Regions from separate parts of the Gossypium hirsutum genome. Here region 1 is linked to region 2. A link is a contact called in public Hi-C data. All regions are on one chromosome and are shown on one strand. Each heading gives the region's core, a stretch centred on a gene start, on an enhancer-like site or on the middle of the called end of the contact. The rest is flanking DNA. Distances are from core to core; before and after follow the strand shown. Region 1 holds the start of LOC121202947. Region 2 has its middle 83 kb from the start of LOC107907677.

Region 1 (6,344 bases), core at 104-2,603, 560 kb after region 2:
GGATCGCAAGTCGAAGCTCTTTGCCACAAGGTACGCATAGTCTTCCACGAAAATAGAGTATCCCTTCTGTATTTAGTGCGAAGTCCCTATGTATTTCTTGTTCTAGTTAGCGAACCCTCTTCGCCAAGATTTCATTTGTGGTTTGCCTCTTCTTGATTTGTTGTGATAGGGTTTGTCTTACTTGCAGTTCTATGAGCAGTCCCCCATCACTTGTTACATTCAATCGCACAAATAGAGCTCTCAACTCACTCATTGACTTTCTACTTAAAGCATTTACGACCACATTTACCTTTTTAGGGTGAAGTTCTATCACACAATCATAGTCCTTTAGTAGTTTTATTCACCATCTTTGTTGCAAGTTTAATTCCTTCCTCGTAAGCAAATACTTGAGGCTTTTATGTTTAGTGTAGATGGTTCATCGTTCACCATATAAGTAGTGTCGCCAAATCTTAAGTGCGAACACCACTGCTGTTGAACCCAGATCATGGGTTGGGTAGTTTCATTCATAAGGCTTCAGTTGTCTCGAGGCATAAGCCACCACCATTCCTTCCTGCATTAGCACATAACCAAGTTCCATGTGCGAGGCATCATTGTAGACCACAAAGTCTTTTCAAGGTTCTGGTTGTATCAACACAGGTGCTTTGGTGAGTAACGCCTTAAACCCAACCTAAATAAAAATGTTAAAACCCGGGCTCAGTCCATCCCGTATTAACATTTTTATATATATTTTTAAAAATATAATATATAAAAAATACTAAAAATATTAAAATAAAATTTTCCCAACAAATTGAAAATAAATTTTAAAAAAATATGTGTACTTAAATAACACTAAGATAGGTGCAACTTAACAACCAAATGCCTTTAAAATAATAACAAAATTAACAATAGAACAAAAATTATACAATAACAACAAAATAGTAATAACATAATAGTGAAATGGAAGCAAAATAATGAAAAAAACAACAAAAAAATAACAAAATAATATTAAAAACAGCAAAAAAAAAAACTACAGTTTATTTTTTTTGCATATTCGGGCCGGGCTGAGCCCGGACCAAAAAAGCCTTACCCGATGGTTGACTCATTTTCTAAACAGGCTTTATTTTTTTGCCCAAACCTATTTTTCGGACATATTTTTTTACCCAAATCTTATCACTTTTTAAGCAGACTTTCGGGCTGGGTGGTCTGGCCCATAAGCAATTCTAGGCCTAGTGCCTAGCGATACTGTAATGTTTACATTTTCAGTGAGGTTTGAAACTTCGAACAAAAACAAAATTCGGCTTCTATTTCTATAATGTTAGCTACATATGGGATGACCCAAAATAAAAAATGGGCTAAAGGTTGATCATTTATTATGGCCATCAGTCGGAGCTCAGCTTTTAAACTTTAACTATGATTTTGAGCCCAGTCGTAAGGATGGATATACGTATCCTTCAAAATTTTCCAGATGACTTGGAAAAGCTGGAGCCAATCGTGTCTAGCAGTGCGAAAAGAACCTGAAAAACTATAAAGTCTAATATATTCCATTATCCTTTTGAGCTTTTGATTCTGATTTCTTAGTATGTCACACCAAATATAGCAAAGGATAACCCCATCACATTTCTTATTTCAAAGATGGCACTCCTCTTCTCGTTACCTCCGCCTTCTTCTCCTTCCTCTTCTTCTCCTTCGTTTTCTTCACATTGTTTTACCATTTCACTCTCTTCCGGCCACCAATCCTGTCGCCGTATCCGGTTTCTGCCAGTGGCAGCTACCACCACCACTCACAATCGTCAGCATTCCATTCCTCTTGACAAGTCTTCGCTAGCTGTTGCTGAAGCGTCGGAGGAGGACCAGCTTTGGGCAGCCGCTTGCCTCCGTGTTCGCTCCTTCTATGACTTCCAGGCTTCCTCCTATGGCATCCATGTGAGACTTTATTTCTTTCATTTGGTTTTCAAAATAAAGAAGGAAAAAGAAAAAAGAATTAATGGGTTGCTTTTTTTTTTTCACTGGAGAGGCATAAAAAAGGTCAACGCCTGAATGTTAATTGTTTGATGAACGATTTCATAGTAATTTGTTTAGGGCATTTTAGAAGTTATCGAAGTTTTAGAGGATTGTAGATATTGATGTTAGTGAAGAGGGAGTTTCGTGTTAGCTCGAATATAGAAATTTTGGTTCCTTTTTGTCATTGCCGTTTTAAATTTGCCATTAATAGAGGTCCTCCGGAGTGTAAAGTGCCTGGTTTTAGAGTTTCATTTGAAAAATCCTTGGGACTGGGAATTGTCGCCTGAGTCTGTCTAATTTCTTTTGTACGCAAACGTGCTTGTTTGAGGAAACTGGTAAAATCATAAAAAGACCATTTAAGAACTATGATTATTGGTTAATCTTATCATAGAAGAAATTTCCGAGCAAAACATGCAGAGCTATGCATGTAATGGGTTAAATGTCCAAGACTTTTCCATCCATAGACATCTTCTAGCTGCCTAGAGATTAAACGTACTCTATGGTTTTCGTTTCGTCTAATTATTACCGATATGTCAATAAATTGGTCTTCCAGCTGATAGAGAGGCCCTTTGCATGTTTGAAACTCTTTGTAATTGTACTAACAAGGCTCTAGGCGTAGACAGTTTCATCTATGGCTTTCCTCCATTAACACTGGATACTCATGGACAGGATGTGCTCTGGGGAGACTACATTTTTGGTTCTCTAGATGTATTTTGTTTGCAAGTTCTTGGGCATTATGAATGTGGGTCATATTGATATTTTCCTTCTTTGAGTGGCTTTTGTCGAAAAAACGTTTTGGTCAAAGTTGGTTATGGATTTAGGCAAAAAGTAGTAGAGTTAATCCCTGTTTTTTTTATCGTTGAGGGAGAGAAATGGAAGTGGTTTTCAGGCAAAAGACTAACCCTTTCAAAGCTGTTAGATTCTTGCTTCTACACTCTTGCATTTTTTGTGCAGCAAGCAGTTCTTGAACTGATATGATTGTTTAGATTTTCTATTGTTGTGTGAGAACTAGTTTTATACCTTTTACTGCAGCATTGTTTTAGTTATAAGGAAACTTGAAAAGAAAGAAAAATGTCTCTTGAAGGATAGTAATTTTTTTCTTTTTTCTGTTTCTATTCCCCTTTTATTATGGTATTTTGTCCTTTTCAAGTATTAGGATCATAAAAGGTACTTGGCGGAACGTGAATTTGTTGCGCTAAAGGAAAGAATTGCTGGGAAGAGGGAGGGATTTAAGAGAGTTTCTTGCATAAATGCTACGCTTCCATTGTCACAATTGTCAAGCTCTGAAAATGATTTATGTGCTGCATGTAAGGTTTGTTTGCCTTCTTTTTTGTTTATTTTTTTCTATTTATAATGCTTCAAATTTTAAATGTCAGTTTGGCGTGTTAATGCTATTGTTTTGATTGATTAGAGATTTTAACCAGATTTAATGTGTCATAGATTCGTCTAGGGAGAATCTGTATTATAATGATGAAGAAAAATAAGGAACAAGGAATGACTTTAAACCTAATTTTTTTGAGTTAGGATGCCTTTTTGTCATGAATAGACAGCTATTAGAGAAGAGCGACATATTAAGTTCTAGATTTGCGCGTCTGGAACCTAATCTGTTAAAAACAGAGAAATGGTAGTTGAAATATGAAATTTTACTTCTTGTTAATACTTTCATTGAAAAAATACATGGTTTTGTATATACAATAATTACGAAGGAGGAAACAGAATCCCTAAAGGTTAATTACACCCCAAAGAATCTGTCTACATCCCTAAGAATCTGCTATATACACTAATTTCATGCTAATTAGTCAACACTCCTTCTCAAGTTGGTATATAGATATCACACATGCCCAACTTGTGGATCAAATTATGATAAATCTTGTTGTTAAGACTTTTGGTAAATATTTTGGATAGTTGTTTGTTGGATGTCAAATGAAATAAGCTTAAGGCACCATCAATTAATTTTTCTTTAATAAATTGTCGATCAATTTCAATGTGTTTGGTTCTATCATGTTGTCACAGAATATGAATAATATATCTTCTTTTGATAATTTTATTTCTTCCAATATTATCTACAACCACTAAAGCTCACAGACATCTTGAACCATAGCCATACATTTAGCTTCTGCACTATCTGAGTAATTACACTTTGTTTGCTTTTCCAAGTGACTGAGTTTCCTCCCACAAATGTGCAATACCTCGAGAAAGATTGCTTATCATTCGAAGATCCAACCCAATCAGCATTTGTGAAGGCTTTTAATGGAAGGTGACCATTCTTTGAAACCGCTTACACATGAGATTCTCGAAGATTATGCATTAAGTGGCTTACCAAACTAATTGCATATGTTATGTCTGGTATTAATTTGCGAGAGATTAATTAGTCGTGCAACTAGTCTATGATATCTCTCCTTGTTCACAGAATCTCCAACCCTTGCTTGCAATTTATGATTGCTCTCAAGCGATTCTGCTGGTTTGTAACCTTTCATGTCTATTTTTGTTAAAAGATCCAAAATATATTTTCTTTTGAGGAATGAAGATTCCTTTTTCTTAACCTGGTAAGTTTGCTTACTAGAAAATATTACAATTTTACCAGATCCTTGATTTCGAATTCTTGAGCCAATCGCTTTTCAATCGAGTGATCTCTTCTTTGTCATCTTCTATCATAGCCATATCATCAACAAAAAACTATAAGAAGAGTGATATTACCTTTGCGATGTTTTATGAAATGGGTATGATCAACATTGCTCTGTTGAATTGGCCTTATCAACACCACCACATACTCCTGTCATGGGACTAGACCTTTAGTCTTGCAAACCATGCGGCCTCAAGCAATTTGCTTGCTCCGAATTTTCTTAAGTCAGCCTAACTCTCACAAAAGTGATAATTCCTACAGAATTTCTCTAAAGCACCAAAGTATAGACAAAGCAAACTCGAACCGGAAGAGCAACGGAAAATAAAAAAGGCAAAAGAAAATAACATGTCAAGTATTTGAGTAAATACTTTAAAATATATTTAACTAAGAATGAAGTGAAGTGATTACAAATGAAGGGGGAGACTTCTATTTATAGTTAAGCTCTTCCAAAACCAATGGTATAGATTGAGTTATATCAACGGTCGAGATTAGAGCTTATTTATAATTGAGAGTCTTAAGAGATTTAAACTCTATATAATATTAATTTTTTAGGATTTGTACTATTTACCCTAGTAACTCTTGCTTTATTCGAGTGTTTCACTTGGCCACTAAAGCTTGAAGTAGATGGGCTTCTTCACAGGTTGCACGAGTCAGGCTAGTTTAGTTGGGCTTAATGAGCCCCATTTCATTCGCTAACCTCTATGGGACACTTTTTGCGCAATCGTCATGGGCTTTGATCCTAACCCGTGACATTCTCTCCCACCTATTCTTGCAACGCCCTAATTGCGTCCTCGAAATTACACTGATTTAACTCGCCTTGAAACTTTCTCGATTCTTCGGTCGTTCTTGACAAGACTTTCTGTCTGGTAGTCCTACCCCTCGGAACGCTTGCTTTAGCTTCCGTTAGCTCTTAACTGCAGCCGTTTCTCTTCTTTTTGGTACATCTCGTTTGCAAGAGTCCACTACTCTTACTTGTCCACATTGTGACTTGCTCCGATCAGGATCTCCTTAATCTGTGCAAATAGGCTTCGGCACAACCACTTTGAACATTGGGTTAACTTTGAGTCTCGCTATTAACTCTGGTTTGTAAGCATCTTGGCCTACTTGCTTCAGAACTCTAAAAATGCACCTGGTCTTTGCCAAACCAACAGTAAGTTAAAATGTAAAACACTATCAAAGTATTTGTGATGTACCTCGCTTGTTGCATTTACTCGTTTCATTTGCCTAGTTTGCATCATTATTTTATCCTAAAAGTCTGATACACAACTCCCCTCTCTCTTAGGTGGTAGTCCCGTCTAATAACTCCATAGGCTTCAATCGATTTTCTGTCTGTCTAGCATTTTCATGTAGGTCTCCTTAGCACTCCGATCTACGAAGTTGATGTTCTTTCCACAATGAACATCCACAACTAGTTGGATTGTCGATAATACCTTCGTTCCGGCCCTCATGTCTCGACTCTTTAGCATAACGCATTGTTGTTGAATATCCAGGATGCACATGCAGTCAGCAAAAGGAACCAAAAGAACATTAATCTTGTCAAGAAAATTTAAGTAAAGAAAAAAGTCATAATCATCCAAGTGAATTACCTCAAAGTCTTCCTTTACTTTTCATTGACCGATCTGTAGCTCAACTCCTTGTACTAATCCTACATTCGGGTCCTTTTTGGAATTTATCGTCTTGATCTTCTTCGTCGACTCGCTTACTGAGAGATCAAGTTTACCCACGATTTTTTCGATATGAA
Region 2 (6,259 bases), core at 411-2,910:
TTTCATCTCTTGGCAAGCTTCCCTTTTTTTCGAATTCGAACATTATTTCATTAAAATCTCTACAGACAAGCCAATGGGTGTCTTCCTCTTTATGGAGATTTTTCAAAATAGTCCATGAAGCCTCTCTATCTTACACATATGGAGTCCTATAAAAGCCAGTAAAGCGCCATTTGATATCTCTTTCATCATTAACCACCACCATGTCAATATGTCATTTAGAAAAATTCTGAAGCATAACATTGATATCATTTCGCCATGCGAAACACAAACCTCCTCTAGAGCCCTCCGAATCAACATCAATTTCATTCCCAAATCCACATCTACGTCTAATTCTTTCCATTCGATTTCTACAAAGCTTAGTCTCCATAAAGAAGACAATTTGGGGATTATAAGTCCTCAGCGTATGCTGAAGCCTTCGAACTGTACGGAGACCCCCCAATCCATGGACATTCCAACTCAGTATTTTCATTGTGTTTGGTCAGCTTGCCATTTGGTAGCCGCCGATGATAAATGATTAGGATCCACCATTCTTCTATTTCCCAATATGTTTCTCATCTCTTCTCTTCCTGTTAGATCTTTATTTTTCCCTCCAGGCCTTTTTTTCCCCTCTTCCCCTACTAGAGCTATATCTTCTAGATCCTGATCCATCGCATTAGGGGTTAAATTCTCCTTTCCTCGTACCAGGTATGATGAACCTCCCTCCAAATTAAAGCCAAGAACTGGATCAATAGATTTCCCATATTTTGTTTTCCACCTCGGGTGCTTCTTGCCCATTCTGAAACCTCCAAATTCTGCATCAGTTCCTCCGTTATCGCCATCTCCTTCCTCCCTTAGCCAGATACTATTCATTGATAATGACCTCCGTGATTGTGCTCTGATAGATATCTCCCAGCCCATTTCTGTAATTTCCACTCCAAGGTTCATTTTTGCCTCGTAAAATGAGCCATTATGCCCCAATCTCCCACAATAGAAATATAACAATGATAAACCTTCATATTTGAAGGTGACGTATGAACATTTTCCACCAAAAGATATTTTCTTCCTCCTTTTCAAAGGACGCCTTATATCGATTTGAACTCTAATTCTCATAAAATTCCTATTTTCTTTTCCCAGATATGATACATCATGTTCCATGAAGTTCCCCAAGAAACTAACTAACTGGGCAGCCAAGATTTCAGAAAAAAGGCCAATAGGGACATCATGAACCTGAACCTAAAAAGGTGTCAGAAATGGAGACATGTAACGGATCCTCCCCTAATTTCAATTTGTAAAGGACCAGCAGATGGAACCTTTTAAAACCCTGTTCATTCCATGATGTGAAAGAATTGAAACAAATACTTTTTTCCTCCCAGATCTCGGATTCGTACTCCCTTAACCGGAGGCCACAGATTCGCCATTGTACTTTTCATTGCTGGGAAGTGGGTCGTGCTTGCTGTGAGAAAACATCCTACTAGTTGAGTGGTCTCACCCCTAATTTCCTTACTTGGATCTGTTGGGATGTGAATAATTTCCTCCTGTTCTTCATTAATCGACAATTGGGCTAACTCATTCTCCATACTTTGCAGGTAAAAGTTTTTTCAGCTTTTGTGGGTCACAATTCCTGTTGCAAGAGAAGGACTTACACAGACCACAGATATCGAAGGGCAAAGTAACAAGGAAAAAACAAATAATGAAAAACCTAAAAACTCTTGCCAGTGGCGGCAGACAAAGGCGTGCCAGGGTAGCAGACTTATAATCATTTCTTTTTTTTTTTTTACTTCTAGTACTACAATTAAAAAATAATAATATATAAACAATTTAACACTTCTTTTATCTTTTTAAATTTATGGAATATCCAAACAAACTTTTATTTTTACTTTCTTCTAAGTATCTAAACAAACTTTTTGCATATGTGTTAATGATTTTTATTTTAAAACCAATACTACTTAAATTATTAAAGTAAAGAATTAAATTATTTCAAATCTTGCAGTTTATATTATAAATCTTATTAATATCCATCATAGTTAAATTAGTTGAAACAGAAATTTGCTTCCACTATAATTTTTAACCATATTGTTTCAATTCTTCTACTCTAATTTAATGAAGTAATTCCATGCATCTTCAATTCATGATGGTGTTAATATTTCGCCTTTAATTTGGATGACTTGGCATGTAAGGGTGGATTAGTTTTCAATTATTTGACACATGTAATGTTAGTCTAAAAGACATTATTAAATAAATAACAATTATTATCTACTTGAAAATTTTTAAAATATTTTTTTTTGATAAATAAGAGAAGGCATCACATTGCCTTCTTTCAAATCATTCTTACATTGACATCTCCTAATTTATTTTCTAAAAGTAATTTCCTAACATGGAACGAGGGAATATCGATCATAACTAAATTCACTTCATTTGAGGGACAAGTTCTTGCTAACCAGTTGGCAACCATGTTCCCTTTTCTGTGCACAAATTGGAATTTGATAGCCACAAATTTCAGCCCCTCCTTAATCATCTCCACTTCCACCATACAATCAGTTTCGATAATTACCTTATTGTGAAAAAATTGAACGTCAATAATGACAATGTATCACAAAGAAATAGAAAGAAAAATAAAGAATACAGATTTTTACGTTGAAACTCTTTCGGAAAAAATCACGGGCAGAGGAGAAGATAATTCACTATGTCGAATTCGAATGATTACAAGAGAAGTAGACTATGTCTATTTATAAGTGTGTAAAACCATATTCTAATCAAAATAAAATAAAATAAAAGTAATGCAGTAAGGTTAAAACATCATATTCAAATCAACATTAAACAGAGGAGGTGTAACACTCTTAACCCGTATCCATCATCGAATTAGGGTTACGAGGCATTACCTAACACAACATAGTCTAACACAGTCATTTATCAAAATTCATGTCTACTAATCATATCTCATATACAAACCATACTTCTTTTCCATGCAAACTAATTTCACAATATAATTCATACACTGAAATTTAACCAAGTCATAACCATTCTACTATTAACATTTCGAACCAACTAACATACATCGAATCATATTACATTATAACAAAACACATCCACCAACTAAATCATTACTCAAGCCGAATCTTATAACCAACATTATCATACATATATATACCTCGAAACATACTTCCCAAAAGAGCTTATAACATGACCGAATATACATAAAAATTAGTATCTCTAACAAGCCATTTCGCATGGCAACTTATATACAATTCAAAATTTGTCATAGTTTATACATGCATATGTCATAATATCAAGCTTTTAAAATACCAAAAGGGCGATTGATAGTGTGACGATAATCCTTGACGATCCCTGAGCTCGAGCTAGCTTTATATATCTACAATACAATGGAAGGATGCACAAAGTAAGCTTTGGAAGCTTAGTAAGCCATAAGCAAATAAATCATCTCAATGATATTTATAATTCAATTCAACTAGGTCGAATTTAAATAAATCTCAAACACATATACATTTAACTGTCTCATATAAATTCATATTATCCCATTAAGTAGTAAACTTACCTTATTATTTTATGAAAATATAAACTTCACACAAACCTGAACCATTTAGCTCAAATTCACATTAGGAATTGTTAAGAACACACGGAAGTCATATAAAGCTCGTACAGTGTCATATCCCAGATATGGTCTTACATGTTAACGCATATCGATGCCACTGTCACAGACAGGGTCTTATACAAATCATATACGATGATAATGTCCCAGACATGGTCTTACACGTTTTCTCACTTCGATGCCAATGTCCCAAATAGGGTCTTACATGACATCACACCTCGGAAGTCCTAATATCATGACATTAGTATCCTATACATTTCCTAAGATTCATCCGGAACTTTCGACTTCGTAATTAAATCAATTCATGCACGAAACCAGTCATCCAATGCTCAAATCAATTCGACAATATATATCTATATTTAAATCAATTCAGCAGCATATAACACATATACATTTGAATTCAAAAACATTTATTTACTTATGAACTTTCCTCGTATGGAAACGAACGGATCGGGTCAACTACTCGTCAACTTTCAATTTCTCCTGATCTAAATCTGATTTCTTTCTTTTTTTGATCTATATGAATTCAAATTTAACTCATTTAATCACCTATTCATTCAATTTCATCCAAAAATACCTAATTGGACATTTTTTCACTTTAGCCCCTAAAGTTTCACATTTATTCAATTTAGTCCCTATTTCACAAATACACAAAATTCACACACTTCAATATAATCCAAGCTTAGCCAAATTAATATAGTGCCCCTATCAGCCCAAAAACTTCATTTATTTCACATTTCAACCACTCAATTTGCATATTTCACAATTTAATCCCTATTTGACATTTTTGTTAAAAATCACTTTACAAAACATATTAATCTATCAACAATTATTCATTTTCCATCATCAACATTCAAAAACATCAAGCTATCATCAATGGAAACTCACAAATTCATCAACCAATTCAAAAATTAGGGCATGGGCTAGCTAGAACACAAAACAACGATCTCAAAAACGTAAAAATTATAAAAAATCGAGCTCAAACCTACCTTAATCAAGTTGTGTGTGTGTCGAACCCTAAGTGTTCACCAATGGTGTCTTTCTTCTTCAATATTCGGCGAAGGAAGAAAAGATGGACAAAATTTTAGCTTTGTTAATTATTAGTATTTACTATTTTACCATTAAAATTATTAGTAATTACACCAAATGCCACTCCACTATCATCCACTAACTCACAAATGGCCTATTTACCACTTAAGGACCTTTACTTTAATATTCTATATCTATTAGACACCTTTAGCTTATGGAACACAACTTTTACGTTTTACGCGATTTAGTCCTTTTTATCGAATTAAGCATTCAAACAGTAAAATTTCTTTACGAAACTTTCACACATATATAATCACATGCTGTAAATATCAAAAATAATATTAAAATAATTTTCTGACATCAGATTTATGGTTCTAAAACCACTGTTCCGGTTTAACTAAAACCAGGCTGTTACAACTCTCTCCCCTTTAGGGATTTTTGTCCCCTAAAATCTTACTAGTGAATAGTTTTGGATATTGCTTTCACATAGCATCCTCGGATTCCCATGTAGCTTCTTCTACTCCGTGTCGGTACCATAATACTTTCACTGATGCAATTTTCTTATTTCTCAGCTCATTGATCTCACGAGTTAGAATTTGGATCGGTTCTTTACTGTATGATAAATCTGACTGAATCTCAACTTCGGTCGGGGAAATAACATTTGAAGGGTCAGATCGATATCGTCAAAGGATCAACACATGAAAAACATTATGTATCTTTTCTAATTCAGACGTAAATGCTAATTGATAAGCTACTGGTCCAACTCGTTCGATAATTTTATATGGTCCGATGAATCTCGGACTTAATTTGCCTTTACGACCGAATCAATTTATTTTCTTCCATGGTGATACTTTTAAAAACACTTTATCCCGATCTGAAACTCAATATCTTTTTGTTTCAAATCTACGTAAGATTTCTGTCGATCTGACGCCGCTTTCAAATTATCACAAATTAGTTTCACTTTTTCCTTTGTCTCTCTAAATAGATCAACCCCGTGAATCTTATTCTCGCTTAATTCAGTCCAGTACAATGGTGTTCGACACTTACAACTGTATAGATCTTCGTATGGTGCTATCTTTGTACTCGATTGGAAACTATTGTTATACGTAAATTCAATCAACGACAAATATTTTCCACGTACTTTTAAACTCAATAATGCAACATCTCAACATATCCTCGAGTATCTGTATAACTCGTTCAGATTGACCATCTTTCTGTGGATGAAAAGCAGTACTAAAGTGCAGCTTTGTAACCAATGCATCTTGCAATTTCTTCCAAAAGCGCGATGTGAATCTCGGATCCCTATTTGAAACAATAGACATAGGTACTCCATGCAACCTCACAACCTGAGAGATATATATCTCAACTAACTTATGAAGTGAATAATTTGTGCATATCGAAAAGAAATGAGTCGACTTAGTCAGTCTATTGAAAATTACCTAGATCACATCTTTCTTACTCGGTGATAGAGGCAAACCCGATACAAAATCCATCGTGATTATATCCCATTTCCACTCGGGAATCATGATCAGCTGTAGTAACCCAAACGGTACTTGATGCTTAGCTTTGACTTGCTGACAGATTAAACATTTCGAAACAAATTTCGAAACAAATTTCAAAATATCACGCTTCATGCCATGCCAC

What was found. Hi-C and Micro-C count contacts between places; a contact is called where the count stands out from the background.
Region 1: a Hi-C map of leaf shows a contact between it and region 2, with 2.2 times the contacts expected there. The contact joins the promoter of LOC121202947 here to the enhancer-like site in region 2. A contact is called at or near these places in 9 of 34 Hi-C or Micro-C datasets (callus, leaf and petal).

Annotation. Positions count from the first base shown.
Region 1 is chrD08:21,536,592-21,542,935 of Gossypium_hirsutum_v2.1, forward strand. It overlaps LOC121202947, which reads left to right and starts at 1,354. Exons shown (of 5, transcript XM_041099225.1): 1 at 1,354-1,902; 2 at 3,137-3,292. The coding sequence starts at 1,612.
Region 2 is chrD08:20,972,486-20,978,744 of Gossypium_hirsutum_v2.1, forward strand. No RefSeq gene overlaps it. Among protein-coding and RNA genes, the nearest start is that of LOC107907677, 83 kb to the right of the region's middle. Within about 2 kb of position 1,661, at least 8 of the 9 cell types and tissues checked have an H3K27ac peak or open chromatin away from gene starts, as enhancers often do. A contact at or near this core is called in leaf, where this site is marked.